2 separate regions of the Mus musculus genome follow, and region 1 is linked to region 2. The links are chromatin contacts, called in public HiChIP or PLAC-seq maps. All regions are on one chromosome and are shown on one strand. Each heading gives the region's core, a stretch centred on a gene start, on an enhancer-like site or on the middle of the called end of the contact. The rest is flanking DNA. Distances are from core to core; before and after follow the strand shown. Region 1 holds the start of Tlr4 (toll-like receptor 4). Region 2 has its middle 620 kb from the start of Tlr4.

Region 1 (5,135 bases), core at 584-3,083, 620 kb before region 2:
CACACAAGATAGATAATCTTCTATTTATTTAAAGATTTTTCTTTTTATTTTCATTCATGTATGAGTGTTTACCTACATATTTGTATGACTATCACATGCAGTGTCCATGCGAGTCAGAGGAGAGAAATAGATTCCCTGGAATTAGAGTTACAGATGGTTGTGGGATAGCATATGGGTGCTGGGAAGCAAACCCCTTTCTTTCAGAAGAGCAGAAATGACTCTTAATTGATGAGCTATCTTCCCAACTCTATACCTTCATTCTCATAGTAGCAAATGGAGAACTGGCTTGTATAGCTTGACTGCTGTCATGCATCTTTTTTTTTTTTTTTCTCTTCAGAGGCAGATGGATCTTTGAATCAGAACAATGAAGGGACCCAGTCTCTCCATGGAAGTGGAGACTGTACATAATTTTGCAGGGGGCTTGGGTTTTATATGGTGAAAAGGGGGATTTGGGGATAGAAGTTTCATAATGCAGGTCAGTTCTCCTGAAGTCTCAGTGGAGGTTGGAGGTTGCTGGTATTTTCATCTTCTTATCAGAAGCTTCCCTGGGAAGCTACCACATGCCAGCAGTCCACAGATGATCCAAGCAGAATCACATAGCCTTCTAAGTGTATGTATTCTAAATATTAGTATTTAGATATGTCAAATAATGTAAATATGTAAAGAAGGAGGGAGGTAAAAACTGTTCTCAGGTTTACAGGGCTGAAAATGAGGCTCAGGAAATAAAATCATTTGGACAAGGTGATCTGGTGTTTAGTCATCTGACCTGACCTTTACTTCAGCAACTTCTGATTCCCTTCACTACTTCTTCACTAGCAGTGTCACATGTAGAATTATGTACTGTTCCCTAAAATTCATAGGCTGTGCCTGTTTCTGTGACTGCAATTTAAAAATTCATCTCCCAGTGCCATGTCCTATGACTTGAATTTAATGAGATAATTAAAGTAAACTAATGTCTTATGGGTCTGCCTTAATACAATATAACTGATTATTTTAAAAAAAGAGGTCAGGGGCCAGGGAGATATCTCAGTTGATAAAATGTTTCAAATTCATGAAGACCTGCAGATCCTCAGTAACAGCATTTAAAAAAATGAAATAAATAAACAAATAAAAAGCAAACATCGTAAAAAAACAACATCACAAACAACAAAAACCCGAATGCTGATATCTATAATTCCAGCACTGGGAAAAGGCTAGCTACAGGTGGGAGATCTCAAAACTTAACTGATCAGTCAGTATAGCCAAGGAATCAGTACCAGGTTCAGTTAGAGACCTCGGCTCCAAAACAATGGTGGAGCCTCTTGAGTTTCTCCCACAGCTCACGAGCCTGCTCCTATCTTTCCTGAACGTTCTCCTTTTAATAATAAACACTATGATCCTGTTTCCAATAATAAATAGTAATTAATAATAAAAGAAGATTGAGAACTGAGAACTGCAGAAGGCACTCAATAGTGAACTCTGGCTTTTACACACACACACACACACACACACACACACACACACACACACACACACACACACACACACGAAATATACATCCCCCCCGTGAACGAATGAACACGTACACACATAGGTAAAAGAAAGCATCATGACACAAGACACGGCAACTGATGATATCTTCATCCTGGGTTTTAATCTCTAGCATTGTGAGAAAATATGTTCCTCTAGTCTGAAACATCCAGTCCCTAATACTGTGCTCTGGGAGACTTGGGAGTCTAACTGAAGCAGTAAGCATCCTCTGTTGAAAATAAAGAAGGAATGAGGATGTTGCTCCACGCCAGTTCCCTGCCTTCACCAAGCCCAGAGGTCAGATGACTTCCTGGGATGAAAGCCAGCTTCCTCTTGCTGTTCCTCCAGTCGGTCAGCAAACGCCTTCTTCCTGTTCTAGTCTTCAGTCTTCTAACTTCCCTCCTGCGACGGGGCAGATCGATTCTAGAACAAAACCAAAAGTGAGAATGCTAAGGTTGGCACTCTCACTTCCTCTTTGAATATAGTACTTGCAGAGGGGCACCCACTGGGAGGGAAGAGGCAGGTGTCCCAGGGACTCTGCGCTGCCACCAGTTACAGATCGTCATGTTCTCTCATGGCCTCCACTGGTTGCAGAAAATGCCAGGATGATGCCTCCCTGGCTCCTGGCTAGGACTCTGATCATGGCACTGTTCTTCTCCTGCCTGACACCAGGAAGCTTGAATCCCTGCATAGAGGTATGTGTCTTGATCGCATGTGATCACACCCTTTCCTGCTAGCCTGCCTTGTTTCTCAAAACTATCCACAGCTCAGAGCTCCCTGTGTGTGCTCTGCTTAGTTTATTTTGCACGAAGGAGTTAAACTAACCAAAAACTTGAGAAGCCTTGGCAACAAAAAGCCTCAGTGTTAACACAGGGCAGGAACAGGCAGCCAGGGGTGTCTTGTTTCATTTAAGGCGTCTGAGTCATGATTTAGGGACTTGAAATTAGTAAAACTAGTTTATAGTCATTGTTCTGTGACATACCTGAGAGTCGTTAAAGAACTTACTGAACGTCTCTGAGGCCAGTATTCACGGGACGAAAGCATGACTGTAATCACTGAAAAATGTAAGTAGGCTGTAATTTCAGGGCTTTCTGTGGGAACTCTGGCCACTCAGCTTTTAGCGGTCATTCCTTCCCTTTCCAAATCAAGTGAAGGTAGCTGTGTCTTTTCTGCTGCTTTCGAAGCATCTTTGAGATGCTTTGAGTGGTAGCTCAGCAGGTAAGGTCAGTGGCTGCCAAGCCTGATGAAAATCTGAGTTCAAGCCTCAAGCCTCACAAGTTAGAGGCAGGGAATCTCCTCCTTTAAGATGTCTTCTCACTTGCAAGTGTCTGCCTTGGCAGGTGTGTATATGCATGAGCACACACACAAATGAATAAAGGGAACAATTGTCTTAAATGAAAGAATTTCTATTAAAAAATAAAACAACAAAACACACAAAAACACAAAGACTTTTCTAAGTGATTTTAGTATTCTGCAACTAATTCTAGGAGATAAAGAAATGGGAGGGGTGAGGGAAGGAGAGGGACAGAGCAACTTAAAACATCAATTAGTTACTGCTAAGGCAGTAACTCCCGTTTTGGTCGAATACTGAGTCGTGAGTAATCTGACCCATGACTCATTCTTGTTTTCCTCCTGCACAGACCACGCAATTATCTTAGAAGCTCACAATAGAACTGAGCAAACAAGGAAGGAATTCGGGGTGAGGTAGGCTCAGAAGCTCAAAACTGGTTCAATGAGTTAAGATACATGACATTCACATGGGGAAAAATACTGTTAATTTTAAAAAGTTATAATCACAGTATCTTGCTTTCTGATTCCTCAGTTATGTTGGCAGAGATGGAATTTCCAATCAGTGCTACACTGAGATAAAATCCCGTTGCTCTTGGTGTCTGGTGTGCTTTGTCAACTCTCAAAGCTTGCTTGTTCCTTCTGTAAGCCAGGTCTCAGGGCCCTTGGCCTTGTCTTCAGGAGTGATTCCTGACTGGTTTCCTAGTTCATATTCCTTTCTATACCCACACACAGTTTCTTCTTTATTTGTTGTTATTGGTCCAGGGGCTTAGATTTATCAAACTACTCCTTTATACTCTTAATAACTCTTTGGAACCATGATGGTTGCTTCATCCTACAGGGCCTTAGCACTGCCTAAGCTAACTACACACACCATCATCCCTCACCTAGGTCAAGGCTCACCATGCTAAAATTATGGAATCCCTGTATATAGTTTAAAACTTCACTGTTGATCAAATTGAAAAATTAAGAATAAATGCATCAAATTAGTTTCAATGATTTTTATGCAATTAAATATAGTTATGATGCGTGAAATATAATAAAAGCATCCCACACTAACACTGGCTAAGCACTAGCCTCAGGTCTGTCTCCAGCCCTATGGACAGGCCGAGGAGAACATGTTCTTTCCTTTAGCCAGGGTCTGTCTCACCCATGCCTGCTCTGTGTCTCCAGAGCTCTGAAATTGCTCTTTTCACCAGGCTCCATAAGTTACCATGGCTGGCTGATGCCAAGCACGCCCCACATTTCCAAATTCCTGCAGCTGGCTGGGGTGTACTTTTTTTTTATTAGATATTTTCTTTATATACATTTCAAATGCCACCCTGAAAGTTCCCTATACCCTCCCCCCACCCTGCTCCCCTATCCACCCAGTCCCACTTCTTGGCCCTGGCGTTTCCCTGTACTGGAGCATAAAAAGTTTGGGCCTCTCTTCCCAGTGATGGCTGATTAGGCCATCTTCTGCTACATATGCAGCTAGAGATACGAGCTCTGGGGGTACTGGTTAGTTCATTTTGGCTGGGGTGTACTCTTGCACACCACACTCTACCACCATACTTTTCTCTGGAGCCCAGTTGAGTTGCCATGTGAAGGAAAACACAACACACACTTGGTCTACAATCAACAGGTAACACAATGTTGGGTGCAGAACCTAGCATCCTAATTTTTTTTTATTAGATATTTTCTTAATTTACATTTCAAATGCTATCCTCACAGCCCCCTATACCCTCCCCTCTGCCCTGCTCCCCAACCTACCCACTCCTGCTTCCTGGCTCTGCCATTCCCCTGTACTGTTTTTGTAAACTAATCTATGTTAAAAATCCTCCGACTCAGGAGCCTCTTGTTCTTGTGGAGACTTGAGGACCCAGGATAGGGGAACACTAGGCTGTTAAGGCAGGAGTGGGTGTGAGGGTGAGGGAGCACCCTCATAGAGGTAGGGGGGTGGGGGACGGCGAGGGGGTAGGGGGCTTGTGGAGGGAAAACTGGGAAGGGGGATAACATTTGAAATGTAAATGAGTAAAATAACCAAAAAACAAACAAACAAAATCCTCAGGTGGCAGATCTTGGAGGATCCACCACTTGAATTGACAGCCTCCGACTATCTGCAATGTGCCTCTAATGCTCTCAGCCATCCACAAAGAGACCTTCCTTACTCCTGCCTCCCTCTTCCTCTTCCTCTTCCCGACTCGGAAGTCCCACCTACTCATCTAGTGATTGGTTTCCTGTAATGTTTATTAGGGGGAAATCCTACCACATAGTTAAGCAATTACGAAGATACCTTATGTTCAATTTTTGATACAGGAAATTAGACATTCAGCAACATTTTTGTTTTACTGGACATT
Region 2 (5,221 bases), core at 1,759-4,258:
TACAGTGTAGCTTTAGAAGTAATAAAAATTTCTTCTTGTTGAAGAAAAATATTTTGATTATTACATACTGAGTAGAATATGTTACATGAAGCATAATATGTATGATGTACAATAAAATGCAAAGATATTAGAAGGGTATTTTTTTTTCCATTTTATATCAACCTGAACATATAACATAGTACTCACAGTTTTTACTGTAGATCAGGCAATCTGATCCCTACAGATCTAAAAGTTTAATATTATGTTGCCATTGAAAAAGATGGCTCACTAGTTAAGAATACTTATCACTGTCCCAGAGCAGCCACACTGGGTTCCCCAAACACAGGTAAGGTGTTTTGTATAACATCTTTTTATAACTTCAGCATATATACACAGGCACACACACACAACATTTTAAAATAAAAAAGTATTTTAAAAATGTATTATTGTCACTGAAGATTCTATCCATGGCTTAGCATGATCTGGATAAGTGACTGCGATATTTTATGTATCTGCTAGAGCTACAGTTCTCTAGCATTGATATGGCAGGAAGTGCAACATGGCTAATGGATAGTGATTGTGATTACAGATAATGTGGTCAGTGTAATCATCAATTTGCCATTTAAAACCCAAGTATGACTCAACCATTTGATGAGAGCTTTACAAGCGTGGTTGCAGGGTCTCTTGAGGGAGGATTAACACAAGAGGAGAATGAACAGATATTAGTAAAACTTATTCTTAGAACATCTAGAATGTTCCTCCTACAAAGTTCTATTAATCAAGAAAGTTGCTACATTACCTTTTGTTCAAGAAGAGGACAATTAGATATAAGGTTTAATATAACACATAACATACTTACATAAGAATGGAAGGAATAAGTGGCTGACATCTGTGGAGTCTATAGAAGTATTCAATGCTTTGTGGGATTAAATTTAAAATATATACAATTTTATAGAACCTCATTTAACTCATAAAATGTTCCAGTAACAGAGTAACAAAGATGAACACTGAGGAAATGGTTTTTGGTAAGTTGTGATTAAGTTACAATAGGCTAGATTACATGTAAATAGTTTTCCTATCAGAGCCTATTGTTAATGGACTCATGGTTCACATTGCATGTACAAAATTGGCCCTAAGAAGTTTTTTGCATTTATTCATTGATTAAGACCAAAGCGATTTTACCTGAAGAGATTGCAATGAAATATTAGTACTGCAAAAGAAACACAATATGTGACCTTGATCATGCAGCATCCATCCAAGAGTGATAAGTAATGTTTTTTGGCATTCTATGGGCCAATGTAAATCATATGGTCCCATTTGAATAGCTGTCACATACACAGTAGGTGTAGTAGTTAAATACTTTAAGCAAATTTAATATTGTTACCCTATGTTATCTGAATCCTTACACATTGGGAGCACACTGAATCTAAAAAAAAAAGAAAGAAGGAAACTCTTTAAGTTTAGGGTTTGATATTTCTTCCAATTTTCATTCTTTTCAATGGCTGTTCATTTTGTTTGTTTTGTTTTGTTTCGTTTTTCTTTTTTTCTTTTTTATTAGATATTTATTTCATTTACATTTCCAATGCTATCCCAGAAGTCCCCCACACGCTCCCCCACCCACTCCTCCACCCACCCATTCCCACTTCTTGGTCCTGGCGTTCCCCTATACTGAAGCATATAAAGTTTGCATGACCAATGGGCCTCTCTTTTCACTGATGGCCGACTAGGCCATCTTCTGATACATATGCAGCTAGAGACACGAGCTCTGGGGGGTACTGGTTAGTTCATATTGTTGTTCCACCTATAGGGTTGTAGATCCCTTTAGCTCCTTGGGTACTTTCTCTAGCTCCTCCATTGGGGGCCCTGTTATCCATACAATAGCTGACAGTGAGCATCCACTTCTGTGTTTGCTAGGCCCCTGCATAGTCTCACAAGAGACAGCTTTATCTGGGTCCTTTCAGCAAAATCTTGTTAGTGTATGCAATGGTGTCAGTGTTTGAAAGCTGACTATAGGATGGATCCCCAGATATGGCAGTCCCTAGATAGTCCATCCTTTTGTCTCATCTCCAAACTTTGTCTCTGTAACTCCTTCCATGGGTGTTTTGTTCCCAGGAAAGATGGCTCTGTGATTAAGAGCACTGACTGCCCTTCTAGAGGTCCTGAGTTCAATTCCCAGCAACCACATGATGGCTCACAACCATCTGTAATGGGATCAGATGCCCAATTCTGGTGTGTCTAAAGACAGCTACAGTGTACTCATATGAATGCTGCTCTTTTGATGAGCACAGTTAGCAAGGTAATATTTGAATCATTTTTGAACTTTATAACACTTTAAGCATATACAAAATATCATAATTTTATAAGCAAATGCAGCTATTCATACACATAATCTATGGATTTTTAAAAGTATCAAAGTAGGCAAAATAGTTATCTTTTGTTCTGGAGGTTCAACCAAATAGCATAGAAAATAGCACAGTTGGTAGAGATTTGTCTTTCTACCAATATCTCATTCTTCAGGCATGCATTTTTTTTGCATAAAAGAAATTCTGAAATCATGTTTCTACTAAAAGTTTAAGGTATCCCATGAAACCTATGAAGCTGTCTCTTTCTCTCTATCTCTCTACCTCTCTGCCTGTCTCTCTGTGTCGTTGTCTCTGTCTCTCTCTCTGTCTCTCTCTCTGTCTCTCTCTCTCTGTCTTTGTCTCTCTCTGTGTGTATGTGTGTGTGTGTGTGTGTGTGTGTGTGTGTGTGTGTGTGTGTGTGTGTTGTCTTTGTTTTCTTTGCAGATTTATGTTCACTCATATTCAGCAGGTGGTTAAGAGTCAGTGGGTAGATGGGAAACTGAGATCGGGATGAGTTTGATTTATCTGGTTTCTACAGACAGTCTGGACATTTTTTTTATTAAGATTGAAAGCCACGTCAACATGAAATATAAGATTTTTTTTCAACTTCTCACTTCCTGGTATGCTGCTGAGTCTCTTTGCTGACTCATATTAATGTCTATTTGCTGTGGATTCTTAAAATCGGAACTTCCTTTACCAGAAACAAAATCAAGAAATGTCATGTTTTTAGTGCCAAATCAATCATTTGCAGTATGACTCACATCTCAGTGGTAGACAAATCTTATTTGGAGACTGGAGAAGTCTATATATATAGAGAGCCCTCATACATTTGAATCAGATCACAAGTTTATTTTCAATAAATAATCATTTAATAATTTACATCTTCATTCATACAGTATCCTTTAATATCCATTTGCAAATTTATTTTTATATCTATATTTATCTATCTATCTATCTATCTATCTATCTATCTATCTATCTATCTATCTATCTAGTTGCATCCTGTGTTTCAGGTCACTGAACCAGACTTATTTATTCCCAGACTTTGAAAGAATACATGATTTTTGCAGCAAATCAATACAAGAAATAGTCTGTATCAGTGTTCAACCAAGTAATAAAAATAAATTCAACAAATATAAGCAAATACTTATCAGAAATGTCAAGCTGACCTTGTCTACACCCTTCTTTTGCTCCTAGCGCTGGAGCCTATTGATTTTTAAGCAATTTTAAGTTAATTGGAGAGTTTCGGTGAGGATGTCATAACATAATGTATGCAAACTCAAATGTCACATTGAAGAAACCACATAGAAATAGAATTCATGGGGTATTCAAGAGATGGACTTTAGTTTACCTAAACAGCTATTAGAAGGCTGTAAGGAAAGAAGAGCTACAGTGAGAAACCAGGATCTTCACATCTCACCTGTTGTGTTCATGCTGAAGTTGAAGGAGAGCCAATGAGCAATGGAGAAAAAGGGGGGGGGCATAAGTGATATTAAGCAACTGTTTTCAAATAATAAAGGACTTGATCAAAAATGTCTATGCCTTTCATCTAACTTCCCTCAACAGTTACATCTTACAAGATTCTCGTATAGCATAAAAGTCAGGAAATTAATAATGTTACAGGTGTTATTGAAATAATTCCAGGAAGTTGCAAGTAATTATTCCCTCCCTCCTCTCTACCACTCATTGCTATATAATTTTAGCGACAGAATGGAAATTTTCAAAAAACTGAAGATGCAGAACATTCTCTTCACTAGAAAGATAATCTCTGCTCTTTCCCCTTATGTCATCATTTCGCACAAATTCTGACAAGCATTTGATTCTAATCCATTATTACAACTTTCTTAGAATGAGTGTTTATCAGTAAACAGTACAATATTTGCCCTTTGAGGTAGAATTTTGTATCTTTTTACGGAGCATAAAGCCCCCAAATTCCTGTAGTTCAAAGAGTTGAATAGTATTCAATTATAAAGACAGAGCAACCGCCAATTACCTCTGTGGAGAAAATACATTTCATCTCTTGGAACTGAAAAGCTTCTGTAAGGCAGAGGACACTGTCAATAGGACAACATGGCAGCCTACAAACTGGAGAAAGATCTTCACTAACCTTACATACAATACAAGACCAATATTCTATGTAAAGAATTCAAGATGTTAGACTCTTAAAACACAAATAATCCAATTTTTTTTGTTTTTTTTTGTTTTTTTTTTCATAGTTACTACTTTTTATTGAATACTATTCTTTTTTTCCCATCTTTCCAAAATTTATTCTTTTTTTTCCATTTTTTTATTAGGTATTTAGCTCATTTACATTTCCAATGCTATATCAAAAGTCCCCCATACCCACCCACCCCCACTCCCCTACCCACCCACTCCCCCTTAGGGTGTTCAGAACTAAACAGAGAATTCTCAATAGAGGAATCTTAAATAGCTGAGAAGCACTTAAAGAAATGTGCAAAATCCTTAGTCATCAAGGAAGTGCAAATCAAAATGATCTTGAGATTCCACCTTACACCAATGAGAACAGTAAAGATCAAAAACTCAAGTGACAGCGCATGCTGACAAGGATGTGGAGAAAGAGGAGCAATCATCAATTGCTAGTGGGATTACAAACTGAAAGAACCAGTCTGGAAATCAATCTGGTAGTTCCTCAGAAAATTGGAAATATTTCTACCTGAAGACCCAGCTATCCACCACTGGGCATATACCCAAAAGATGTTCAACTATACGGCATGCTCCATTATATTCCTAGCAGCCTTATTTGTAATAGCCAAAAACTAGACTCAACCCAGATGTCCCTCAATGGAAGAATGGATACAGATAATGTGGCTCATTTATACAATATAGTACTAGTCAGCTATTAAAAATGAGGACATCATGAATTTTGAAGGGAAATGGGT

The links. HiChIP or PLAC-seq counts read pairs in DNA pulled down with a chosen protein or histone mark.
Region 1: an H3K4me3 HiChIP or PLAC-seq map of bone marrow-derived macrophages shows a contact between it and region 2, with 12 times the contacts expected there. The contact joins the promoter of Tlr4 here to the enhancer-like site in region 2. A contact is called at or near these places in 3 of 39 promoter capture datasets (the C10 cell line and liver), 1 of 484 Hi-C or Micro-C datasets (bone marrow-derived macrophages), 4 of 115 datasets of contacts at active chromatin or transcription factors (the 230-238 cell line, bone marrow-derived dendritic cells, bone marrow-derived macrophages and 1 more) and 1 of 9 other capture datasets (macrophages).

What each region holds. Positions count from the first base shown.
Region 1 is chr4:66,825,718-66,830,852 of GRCm38.p6, forward strand. It overlaps Tlr4 (toll-like receptor 4), which reads left to right and starts at 1,834. Exons shown (of 3, transcript NM_021297.3): 1 at 1,834-2,204. The coding sequence starts at 2,115.
Region 2 is chr4:67,445,018-67,450,238 of GRCm38.p6, forward strand. No RefSeq gene overlaps it. Among named protein-coding and RNA genes, the nearest start is that of Tlr4, 620 kb to the left of the region's middle. Within about 2 kb of position 3,009, at least 3 of the 459 cell types and tissues checked have an H3K27ac peak or open chromatin away from gene starts, as enhancers often do. A contact at or near this core is called in bone marrow-derived macrophages, where this site is marked.